Regions from separate parts of the Mus musculus genome. Here regions 2 and 3 are each linked to region 1. The links are chromatin contacts, called in public Micro-C maps. All regions are on one chromosome and are shown on one strand. The core of a region is the stretch at or near the end of the contact, and the rest is flanking DNA. Distances in the headings are between cores, read along the strand shown. Region 1 overlaps 4921509O07Rik (RIKEN cDNA 4921509O07 gene). Region 2 overlaps Cspg4b (chondroitin sulfate proteoglycan 4B). Region 3 has its middle 13 kb from the start of Gm34471.

Region 1 (3,975 bases), core at 441-2,940:
CCATGGGAAAGGAAAGTGAATGAGATGAAAAGGGCCCAACAAGTTCAGCTATCCATAGGGCCCAACTAGTAATTTCTTTTCCCTTCCCTTCCCTTCCCTTCCCTTCCCTTCCCTTCCCTTCCCTTCCCTTCCCTTCCCTTCCCTTCCCTTCCCTTCCCTTCCCTTCCCTTCCCTTCCCTTCCTTTCCCTTCCCTTCCTTTTCTTTTTTCTCTTCTCTTCTCTTCTCTTCTCTTCTCTTCTCTTCTCTTCTCTTCTCTTCTCTTCTCTTCTCCCCTCCCCTCCCCTCCCCTTCCCTTCCCTTCCCTTCCCTTCCCTTTCCTTTTTTTCTTTTCTTTCTCCATTCATTCATTTTTTTATCAACATCATGGAAAGACAACTTTGGTCCAGAAGGGACCCAAATGAATCAAGGAAATGTCAAATATCTCCTCTGAGTCACACTCATTGCACAGCAACAGGGATCAATCACTTGATAAAGCAGCAAATCTCTTGGCCTGCCTATTCCTGGAAACTGAGCCCAACCCTCAGTCACAGCCTATCACATTTTCATGGGACCCCTGAGCGTAATCCCATCCAGTCAGGCAGCCTCCTAATGAGTAGGAACATGTAATTTTCAGAGCTGTCCCAAGAAGATAAGAAATGAGGATTTTATAATCAGTATTGACTGGTCATTGGATACCAGTCATCCAGGAAGTGTATAAGATCTCAGTCAGGGGTTTCTCTTCAGCTGAGTCAATTCTTATAAAGGTCAATATTCCAAGACAACCAGTTGTGCCTTCCCTACAGGCATGGGCCTTTCCTTCTTGAAAGGAGGTCTGAGCTGTCCATCACTGTGGCTACCATTTCTATGTAAGTCAAGGTCAAATATAGTCAGTTCCATGTTAACTCCATTTGGGTCTAAGAACGTAAATCAAATGTGTAGACTCTCAATAATGATGAATCTGAATTCCCATTTAGAATATAAAACCACATAGACATAAGATTTTGTGTTACATTATAAAACCATCAGCATATAATACCTACATTCTCATTCTCTCTCTCTCTCTCTCTCTCTCTCTCTCTTTTGTAAAGCTGTAGATATGCTTTCATCAACAAATGACATTACATTTTTAAGCCCTTACATTTTTACCAGAAAGAGGGTTGGCTTTAATGCCATCTTTGAGGGTGAGATCATAGAAACCAGAAAAGCCAAGCATCTCAATGCAGGAGGTGATCATTTTCAGTAAATGGGAGACAGTTCACACCCCCCTTGTAATTAGAGCCAACACACAGTAATTACATGAGAAAAGCCGCTTGGTGATAACAATGGAAGAGAATCTGCCCAGTATGGGGTCATTTTCCTGTTCTAAAAGTGTCAAACACAACTAATGTGGAAGAACTTTCAAAAGGACATTGAATTTACAGCTCTCCATTCAAGGTTACTCCCACCTACGCAAGAGGCAAGCTCTCTATTTCAAGAACTAGTCACCCACAAATGGACCTGCATGACATAATTGGAATATAAAACTATGGAAGTGCCAGATTTATATCTCTGAGGTCAATTTAAGCCAACGCGATCTTATTCTTATAAACTGCTCTGTCTCCCTTGCTATGCTGTGGTTTATAATAGAGTTATTATTAGCTCTGACCACAGCTATGCCACTCTGACAGCTTCCCCACCTGTCTGCACTGAGAGTGATCTCCTCCGGCGTGGAATGTCGGCTGTAGTCACTCTTCAAACCTCTCAACCAGCCCTCAGCTTTGGACAGTGTCACTGAGCTCTCTTTGGGCGTGGTTATTTCCTCAAAGGGACAGAGGAGGTGGAGGATGCAGATCACGTCATGCCATTCTTAAGAGGTCCCCAAAGCGCTCAGCATTAGAGCCTTCTACACTAGACGCTGCCTACATGTTTCTTGTGGGTGTAATGATTTATATTTGACTTGGGCGAGAGATGGATCTTATTTTTTCTATTTATTTGAAAATACTTTATTCTATTAAGTGAACACTTTATAGAGTTCCCTTTTTGCTTACATATGGCATTTTGTCAGGAGATGAATCCTAAACAACAACAACAAAAACAACAAAAGCAGCAGCAGCAAAACCATGTGCCTTTAAAACTGCATCTGACAAGCTGAGCCACGGTTCTCTGCCCAAATAAATCTCCATTTGTGAACACTGGGATGGTAAATAATCCAGGTGTGGTTTCGAACCATGAAAAGAATTGGGGTCAGCAGGATAGAAAGTGATGAAACATAATGGGATATTTTATGACATAATTCTTAGTTTTAAAATGTGTTATTTTTGCACAAATAATTGTGGAATAGTCTCTACAAGTTGGAGGATCCAGTTGAATTACTTCAAACAATAGCAACTTTTCCAGCCACATTTACTGACATATTTACTGGCAAGTCTTATGAACTGAGATACAGTACAGGTATAGTGTACTACAGCACTATGGAATGGCACATGCTCCTAAAAATCACTGATTTTCAACTGAAAAAAGAACTGCACATTACTAAATAGATGTAATATAGTTGAGGACTTTGGCAGAACCTTGGTTCATACGTGAGATGAAATATTGGAGAAAGTGCTCGGTGCTGGACTTATTCCGATAAATGTATGGGGGAATCAGAGGGCAGCAGCACAGATACCTTCCACTTCCAAATATCTCAGTTCAGTATTCAGAAAAGTAAAACTGAGAATGATGAGAAAAAAATCACAGTACAGCATCAGAGCTGAGACAGAAGATAATTGGAGGTTTCCGCAGATTGAGTAGCACTGTGGTCCATACATACATACATACATTCAATTGAGGTTTCTTCTTCTTCTTCTTCTTCTTCTTCTTCTTCTTCTTCTTCTTCTTCTTCTTCTTCTTCTTCTTCTTCTTCTTCTTCTTCTTCTTCTTCTTCTTCTTCTTCTTCTTCTTCTTCTTCTTCTTCTTCTTTTTCTCCTCCTCCTCCTCCTCCTTCTCCTTCTCCTCCTCCTCCTCCTCCTCCTCCTCCTTCTTCTTCTTCTTCTCCTTTATTACTTTAATTTTTTTACAGACCAGTTGTTACCCCTTCCTGGTCCACCCTCCCACAGTTTCTCATCCCACTCTTCCTCCCTCTGTCTCCAAGAGGATGCTCCCACCTCTACCCCAAACCCTGCCAGGCTTCCCTACTCCCTGGGGCCTCAAGTCTCTCAAGGGTTAGGCACATGTTCTCTCACTGAGGCCAGACCAGGCAGTCCTCTGCTGTATATGGGCCAGGGTTCTCCAACCAGCTAGTGAATGCTGTCTGGTTGGTGGCTCAGTGTCTGAGAGATCCTGGGAGTCCGGGTTAGTTGAGACTGCTGGTCTCCCTATGGGGTCCCCCTCCTCCTTAGGCTCTAAGATCAATAATTGATAAATGGGATCTCATAAAATGGAAAAGCTTTGTTAAGGCAAAAGACATAGTCAATAAGACAAATCGGCAACCTACAGATTGGGGAAAAAAAAAAAAAACTTCACTAACCTCACATCCAATAGAGGAATAATATCCAAAAAATATAAAGAACTCAAGAAGCTAATCTCAAAAAAAAACCCCAAACAACCAAATCAAAAAATTGGATATAGAGCTAAACAAAGAATTCACAACAGAGGAATCTTGAATGGCTGAGAAGCACTTAAAGAAATGTTCAAAGTCCTTAGTGATCAGGGAAATGCAAATCAAAACCACCCTGAGAGTCCACCTTACACCAATCAGAATGGCTAAGATCGAAAACTCAGGTGACATGTTGGCAAGAATGGAGGAAAACTCCTCCATTGCTGGTGACATTGCAAACTGGTACAACCACTCTGGAACTCAATCTGGAGGATCCTCAGAAAATTGGAAATAGATCTACTTGAAGACCCAGCTATACCACTCTTGGGCATAGACCCAAAAGATGCCCTACCATCCCACAGGGGCATGTGTTCCACCGTGTTCATCGAGGCCTTATCTATTGATAGCCAGAAGCTAGAAATAACCCATAAGTCCCACA
Region 2 (3,975 bases), core at 479-2,978, 110 kb after region 1:
GTCTGCAATGTTACTACCTGGTACATAGTTGGTGTTTTGTAGTTAAAAAAAAAAATACTTCATTTGTTCAAAACCATTTTATTTGTTAAGCATCTACTATGTTCTAGTCACTGTTTGAGGGGCTGAGGATACCAGTCTCTGCCCTTTCTTAGAAGGCTTGTGCTGTCATGGGAAAGGGAGAAAACAAACAGGCCCAAGTCTTCTCACAGCCAAAGCAAGGGCGGAGAACCACAGAGAGAGGGAGGAGTGGGCTCTCATGGAAGGCCTGACCTTCTGTGCCCTTCTGAGTAAGCCTCAGGAGGCTCGGGCAGGCTCTAATGCTTTCATTGGCTCTCCGAAGCATGTTGCTTTCAGAAAAAAACACAGACTTTGGGAAGTTTCTATGATCTGTGATTTTCAGTCAGCAACTCTTAGGTCTGACAGCCACCTCACTCGATCCTCAGAACACATGTCCTCGATCGACACCGCTTTGTTCTGTGACTTACCAGTGTGCACGAACACCAGCTGACCCTCGTCAATCTGAGCCTGAGTGAAGTTCTGGATCCTTCTGCCAGGAGTGGACTTGAGAGCCAGATGCCCGTTGCTGGGAGGAGTGACCCAGTAGACCAAGTCCTGTGGGGAAGAGTCCCCATCTCCTGCACACAGGTCCCCTCTGGTCACCTCAGTGACAGAATTCACCCACACCTTAAAGAGAAGAGAACCAATTCCAGTCCACCCTCATCATCAGGACCGTGGACCCCACGTGAGAAGATGGAAAAACTAAACTGACTCACCCGAGGTTTTTAAAGAATGGAGTTACTTTTTACGCATATAGGTGTTTTGCCTGCACGTATGTCTATGCACCATGTACATGCCAGTGTCCGTGATTTAGATTAAAAGTTTTAACTAATTGTTTACTCAAAATTAACTACTCAATAGTGTATAGGCACTGATGTAAATATCTAGCTATACAGCCACTGGCTACAAAGCATCTTATGTGCTATCCATATGCTAAATACACCACATGGAATGCCAAACAATGCAGCAGCTACTTTCTCCGGTTGGCCTGAGGATCTCTACACACCGCTATCAGTAGCTGTGTCACCAGCTTTAAACAGTTGAAGAAGAATGCACATTGCACGTTTGCCGTTCCCTCTATTCTTCCTGTCTTACATGAAAACGAGGGCCCGCTTTCTTTGTTCTTGTGCTGTTTGCTGTACTGATGGTTCACATCTGTAACCATGGCTAAGAAACATGGCTGCTTTCTCCTCTTCCTGTTAAAAATCTATTTACACTGCCTGAACATTTCTCTGTGTGTCTCCTGTGCTCACTCAGTCTCTTGCTTATCCCCGTCTCTTCCGCACTCCATGTGTGTTCAGGTGTGTGTGTGTATGTGTGCAGATATGTTTGCATGTTCATGGGTGTGCACATGCCTGTGGAGGCCAGAGGAAAACCTAAGGTGTCTTTCTTCAGGGTGATGCACTTCGTTTATTTTTTAGACAAAGTCTCTCAGAGGGACATGAACTAGGCTGGGCTAACTGTCCAGAGAGCTCCAGGGATCTGCCCATCTTCACCTCTGAAGAACTGGGATTACAAATGCATCACTGTGGCTGGCTGATGGTTTTTTGTGGATGCTGGGGACTTTACCAACTGTACTCAACACTTAACCAAAAATATTGCTCATCCACCATGTGCCAGCAAATGTTTTGGATGCTTGCACTGTAGCAGTGAATGAAACAAAAGGAGTCATGCCTTTGTGGGCAGAGGGCAGAAAAGAACACAAGAGAGGAGGGAACAGGCCTAATAGGAATGAACAATGTAGTGAGTTATAAAATCCCTATACCACAAAAACAATGAACCACAGTAGGGGGTTCTGGGATGTAGACTATTAAAGCAGGAGGCTTGTTAGAGGAAGGCCACATAGGGCAAAAAAGAAGCCATGCACATATCTGCATATCCAGGAACAGAAAAAGAACATGGGACACTGGGGGTAGACGGGGTTGGAGGAGGGGTGAAGAGGTCATTATGGCAGAAAGAAAATAAGCAAGATAAAGAAGAAAGAAAATGTCTCAAAACACAAGAGATGGTCCACAAATCTGCACTGTCTGAATGCCACCTTGTCCTGGAGGCCAGGGGGAAAATCCAAGTACAGTCTTGACTTGTGGCCAGCCTGGCCTTTATGTCATGATGGTCTGTAGAAGCAGGAAACCAGTCAGTGGTTGACTGACTATGAGAAATCTACAAAGAATGACAGTGGGGAAGCCACAGCAGGATGGGAAGTGGGCTGGATCTGGGTGTCTGCTAACGGTGGTGAGGGCTTAGACATGAGAGTTACAGAGGAAGGAAAGGCAGGGGGCTGACAACACACTTTCCCAGTGACAAGGAAACGTTGCCCACCATTGAAAGGGAGACAGCCTCATGGGGAGTGGACAGCGGAGAGCAGGAGCTCACTGTTGCTTCTAAAATGAGTCTCACCGGATGGAATCAGATATCAGAAGTTTTAAAATCAGGGAGTCACATGATGTGGGAAATGCCCCCCCCCCCCATATTTGAATGTTTAATCACCAGGGAGTCGAACTCTTTGATAGAATTAGGAGGATTAGGAGGTGTGGCCTTGTTGAATGAAGTATGTCGCTAGGGGTGAGCTTTAAGGTTTGAAAAGCCATGTTCAGCCCATTCTCTATCTCTCTCTGTGTCTGTCTCTGTCTCTCTCTCTGTCTCTCTCTGTCTCTCTCTATATCTCTCTGTGTCTCTGTCTCTGTCTCTCTCTGTCTCTCTCTCTCTCTCTCACTGTCTCTGTCTCTCTCTCTCTCTCCCTGAGATCAGAATGTAGCTCTCAACTACTTCTCCAGCACCATGCCTGCTGCCATGCTCCCTCCCATGATAATAATGAAACTATAAGCAAGCCTCCAGATTAATGCTTTGGTTTTGTAAGAGAGGCCTTGGTCATTGTGTCTCTTCACAGTGACTAAGACACATGGCGTTTCACCAGCACCAAAACAAGTGGCTTTATCATTAGCTCAATTTTCACACCTTTACCTATGGCTATTGCTTGCAGAACACAGAGACATCATGTGCACACTCCTGAGTCTATGTGCCATCTTTACTGGCAGACCAACACTGCATCTGCTTCTATGCTTCCTAGCAGAGAATCTAAAGCTTCTCTCCTAAACCGTTAAATTGTTATGTCGCATGCTCAAAAGGAACAATTTTCCTTTTCCACAGAAAAGGAGGCGCTTTTGCAGTGACAGCTCACATCCCATGCCACTGAAAGAGAGTTTGAATGGGAGTCCAGAAGGTATATAGGGCTTTTTAAGTTTTCATACCAAACCTGATATCCGGACAATAAAAGTCATTCCAATCACATCCAAAGTGTCACACAGATAGCAATCATCATCATCATCATCATCATCATCATCATCATCATCATAATCACATCCAAAGTGCCATACAGATTACAAGAAAAAACCTCTTTTGTGAATAATCCTCTAACTTGGTGAATGCTGACAGCTATGATCATAAATTATACATAAAATTTATATACACATGCATAAATACACACACACACACACACACCAGAACTTATACATACAAATCTGTGTTCAACTCTATAAGGCTACTGTGGTGGTTTCAATAAAAATGGCCCCATAGACTCATCTGTTTGAATGCTTGATCCCTAGTTGGTGGAACTATTTGGGAAGGATTAGGAGGTGGAGCCTTGGACTCAAAAACTTGCAGTTAAGCATTTTCTTTTGTTAGATTCCTTGGTCATGGTTTCTCTTCACAGCAATACGAACGCAACTAAGGCAATTCACTATCTTGAAGAATAACTCATGCCAATAAAAACAGCACTGCTAAAAATTCAAATTCTTGAGTTCAAATTATTTTTGTGCAAAAACATTGGATTTTGGTTTTGTCCAATGATAACCAGGGTTCAAGTCACTGTGTTCATATTTCCTAGCAATATAACCTTGTCCACATCTCTTAATCTCTCTG
Region 3 (3,975 bases), core at 832-3,331, 97 kb before region 1:
AGGAGGTATATAACCTTACTGGAGGAGGGCCACTGGGGGTGGGCTTTGATTTGAAGTTTCAAAAGCACATGCCAGTCCCACAGTCCCAGTCTCTCTCTCTCTCTCCCTCTCTCTCTCTCTCTCTCTCTCTCTCTCTCTCTCTCTCTCTCTCTCACACACACACACACACACATCCATTAGCACCATGCCTGCTACCTGCCACCATGCTTCCCACCATGTTGGTAATGGAATCACCCTCTGAAATTGTAAACAAGCCCCCAATCAAACACTTCTTCTATAGGCTACCTTGGTCATGGTGTTTCAGTTCAGCAACAGAACAGTTACTAAGACAAACACTTAAAGCCCAGATCTCAAGAAGGCCCAACACCTTCAAGTTTAGAAATAAATCACAGTGACTACTATGTTCTTTTGAGGTCCAATAGACCTGGTCTTTTCTGGTCAGCTTCTCCTATGTGTATGCTAAGAAATTCAATGAGCTAGCAGCAACACATTCTCATGGATTCTGTCTGTTGATGCCCAAATCTGTGACTTGGGTGTGTGAGTGTCTGTGTAGGCTCTAGTTAGAAGCATGGCAACTCTAATGACTAAAACAGTTGAGAACCTTCCTCTGATTCTATTGGATCCCCCCAGTTTTAGCCTTTAAAACTAAAGAGTATACCTTTCCCCTCCTGTCTGAGCTGTCTTCACCTTGCTAGACTGTCCTCAGCAGGATAAGAGAAGACAGAGCTACCCACATGGAGGTGGACAAGTCAACTCCCTTCACTTAGTTAATGAACAACCTGCTCTGTCTTGTACACACATCTTCCCTGAATCCTGGTCCTTAGTCGTTGGCCAACTTGGACCAAGAGCCAATTTCATTGGTAAAATGACCATAGAGAGCTCAGTCAATAAAAGATGGCCAAGTTAATTTGTGAGCAGTTAACAATTCAACCTTCAATTTGCTCAGGGAAGGATTTTGGTTGCTAGAATTATAATTCACTTTATACCATCAATGCTTTGTTCTTTTAGTCAGTACAGAAGAGATTGTCCTTCACTGACCCAGGAGGTTGCAGTGCAAAGAAATCACAATAAGACTTTAAAGGGTCTGTTTGCAACTTGGATTTAAGGATTTCCTGAAACTTGAATTTTTTTTAAAACATAAAAGCTAACCATGGTTAACTTTAATCAATACTATTTAGGTTAGAATACAATTCTATGGGCCAAACTCTGTGGGTCCTTCCAACTAATCTCCAAATGTGTAAATGGTCTTACCTCTTTATCCTAATTCACCTTATAATTGGAAAGTCTACTCATGCACAAGTTACAGTTGATTAATTCCAATAGAGGAAGACAGTAAATGGGACAAGGAGTCCATAAGTCGGTCCCTCCCTGGTAGTTTTTGAATACAGATGTATCTAAACCCTTGCTCAACACCTTGGCTCCATTCTGTCATAGGGTTTCCAATATCCTGCTTTTAACTCCTGCCTAGTCACTGTAAAATCACATTTTTCTATACTATCTGTTGCTTTACATCATTTAACACCACTATTTCACGATCTATCAAGATCTATGACAGCATACAAGACACAAACAGTGTTCTCTCTTATTTTGATGATTGGGAAAGAAAAGCCTGAAATGCAGAAGAGATCCACAAGCAGACTGGCCACTCTCCTGGGCTTCTTTGAAATCAAGATTATTTTGGGGGTACAACCCAGTTGGGTACTTAAGGGTGTCTCGAAGAATTACGTCTTCTTAACTCCTGAAGATAAGTGGGTCAGTTCTTCAACTTGGCAAATTAGCTACCTTTGGGAACTAAACAGTCATAATAAAAGCTCTGGCTGAAACTTAATGACGTAGGCTGAGCTACGAGCCAACTTTATGCCAGTGAAATATTTATCCCTGTCTTGTATTTGTTGGCAGCACATGGTACTGAGATCACAGCAAATTCAATAACAAATTCTACAAGGCAGCTTGAAGCAAGCAAAAAAATATATATATATTGGCTCATGAAGCAGGCAGCAAGAGGCTGCCAGGCTAACCACTGGCATGAGGGGCTGGTACTCAGGCTGGGATGGACAGTGGGTGGGAGACAGGAAGCACCGCAGTACTTGCGTCTGTCTAGAGGGAATTGTTCTCTGTAGTGAGACAGGGCTTTACCCAGCAGAGTGTGTCCCACCCTGCCTGCTCGGGACACAAAATTGTGAAAACAAACCACAGAATGTGCATAGAAGAGCTGGGGCACACTCAGATCGTCTTAGAAGAAGAGCAGATGGGGGAAAGGATTGTGACTTAACCCAGAAGAATGGAGTTACTCACAGCCACAGGCGTCTGTTTTCCCTCTGAAGTGGATGTTATCAGCTTGGTTTTCCATTCCAGAAAACACAATAGACGTTGGGGCTGTGGGGTGTAGTTCAGTTAATAGAGTGCTTACATGGATTTGATCTGAAGCCCTGGGTTTGATTTCTAATAAGAAAATCATAAAGTAGGTGTGGTGGTACATGCCTATAGTCTCAGGGCTGGGGATGTGGAGAAATTGGGCTACTTAGCAAGTCCAGGGCCAGCACAGGATATTAGTGACTCTATCTCATAAAACAAAACAAAGCCCAAAACGACAAAAATACTGCAGCAGGCCCTCTGGTTCTCTTGAATGGTTTCTACCCTTTCACTTGTCTACTTTACTAGCAAGGATCCCAACAACAAATACAGACAGGGTTTTACTTAAGGATGTTGTGTCATGATAGCAGTCCCCAGAGGTCCAAGCCTCCCTCCCTTTCCTGCCTCTCATATCTTATCCTAGTACTAGACTGACTCTATAGTCAGATCGAATGACAACCATCAGATGGAAAGAAGTCCCTTCTCATGTCAGCGGTGCCAGTAGCACTGTTATGGGAGCCAGCCATTCCAGCATCTTGCCTTTTTCTGTCCCACCCCACTAAATTCAAATACCTGTGAAATAGAGGATAAAAATCATTCACTCTCTATAAGGTGCCTCTTATGATGGGGCTGGAGGGATGCTTAGTGTTCACTTAGGAGACCTGACTTAAGTTTTCAGCATTCACATTGGGCAGCTCACCACTGCTTAGAACTCCCGCCCTACAGGACCCAGTTCCTCTGGTCTGCAGGCACCTGTATTTGTGTGCACATACCCACACATAGACATGCACATATGCCCATAATTGAAAATAAGACAAATCTTTTAAATGTAATTTCACTACCCCATGGATGGCTTAGTGGTGACGTCTTCTTTGGGGGGGGGGGGCAGATTTTTTGTACCTTTACTGAAGTAGCCTGAGGGCAGGAAAAGAGCAACCCTGGCAGAGGAAAGGGACCTAGAAGAGGAAGAAAGTAGGAGGAAATTGCGAGTTCATTTGGCTCAGGGCTGGCCTGCTTAGCTAGTTTGATTGCTATAGGTATCTACTTGAGGACAGTGACCAGTAAAGAGCTCCTTTACTCAGTGCGAGCCTGTTCAACTATTAAAGGCATGGCTCAAGAACAAAGAAGTGAAGTGCCCTCTCTTCAGCCTTCCCTCTATTAATTTCTGGGCAGTGTGTACTGGGGTATTAGTGAGTGACTGGGGCCAGTGACCAGGAGGTTCCTAGCTTAGATGCAGGTGAGTAGATCCATCCATCCATCCATCCATCCATCCATCCATCCATCCATCCATCCATCCATGGTGATTTGAATAATAAATGTCCCCCATAGACTCAGATATTTGAACACTTGATCCTCAGTTGGTGGTACAATTTAGGAAGGTTTAGGAAGTGTGTTAGTTAGGTTTTTATTGCTGTGAAGAGGCATCATGCCCACGGCAACTCTTATAGAGGTAACTATTTAATTGGGGATGGCTTACAGTTTCAGAGGTTTAGTCCATTATCATTATGGTGGGAAGCATGGCAGCATCCAGGCAGACATGTTTTGGTGATGGAGCTGAAAGATCTACATCGCGATCCACAGGGAGCCAGGAGAGATTATGTTTTTCACTGGCTGGAGCTTGAG

Evidence for each region. Hi-C and Micro-C count contacts between places; a contact is called where the count stands out from the background.
Region 2: a Micro-C map of muscle stem cells shows a contact between it and region 1, with 7 times the contacts expected there. The contact joins two enhancer-like sites. A contact is called at or near these places in 5 of 484 Hi-C or Micro-C datasets (the C2C12 cell line, bone marrow-derived dendritic cells, embryonic stem cells and 2 more), 1 of 115 datasets of contacts at active chromatin or transcription factors (microglia) and 3 of 9 other capture datasets (adipose tissue, liver and pancreatic islet).
Region 3: a Micro-C map of muscle stem cells shows a contact between it and region 1, with 15 times the contacts expected there. The contact joins two enhancer-like sites. A contact is called at or near these places in 3 of 484 Hi-C or Micro-C datasets (the C2C12 cell line, muscle stem cells and nephron progenitors) and 2 of 115 datasets of contacts at active chromatin or transcription factors (embryonic fibroblasts and embryonic stem cells).

The regions. Positions count from the first base shown.
Region 1 is chr13:113,452,421-113,456,395 of GRCm38.p6, reverse strand. All of the region lies in intron 5 of 4921509O07Rik (RIKEN cDNA 4921509O07 gene), which reads left to right. Among named protein-coding and RNA genes, the nearest start is that of Gm41071, 30 kb to the right of the region's middle. Within about 2 kb of position 1,690, at least 23 of the 459 cell types and tissues checked have an H3K27ac peak or open chromatin away from gene starts, as enhancers often do. A contact at or near this core is called in muscle stem cells, where this site is marked.
Region 2 is chr13:113,339,079-113,343,053 of GRCm38.p6, reverse strand. It overlaps Cspg4b (chondroitin sulfate proteoglycan 4B), which reads right to left. Exons shown (of 10, transcript NM_001378698.1): 6 at 486-684. Among named protein-coding and RNA genes, the nearest start is that of Gm41070, 23 kb to the left of the region's middle. Within about 2 kb of position 1,728, at least 32 of the 459 cell types and tissues checked have an H3K27ac peak or open chromatin away from gene starts, as enhancers often do. A contact at or near this core is called in muscle stem cells, where this site is marked.
Region 3 is chr13:113,549,372-113,553,346 of GRCm38.p6, reverse strand. No RefSeq gene overlaps it. Among named protein-coding and RNA genes, the nearest start is that of Gm34471, 13 kb to the right of the region's middle. Within about 2 kb of position 2,081, at least 71 of the 459 cell types and tissues checked have an H3K27ac peak or open chromatin away from gene starts, as enhancers often do. A contact at or near this core is called in muscle stem cells, where this site is marked.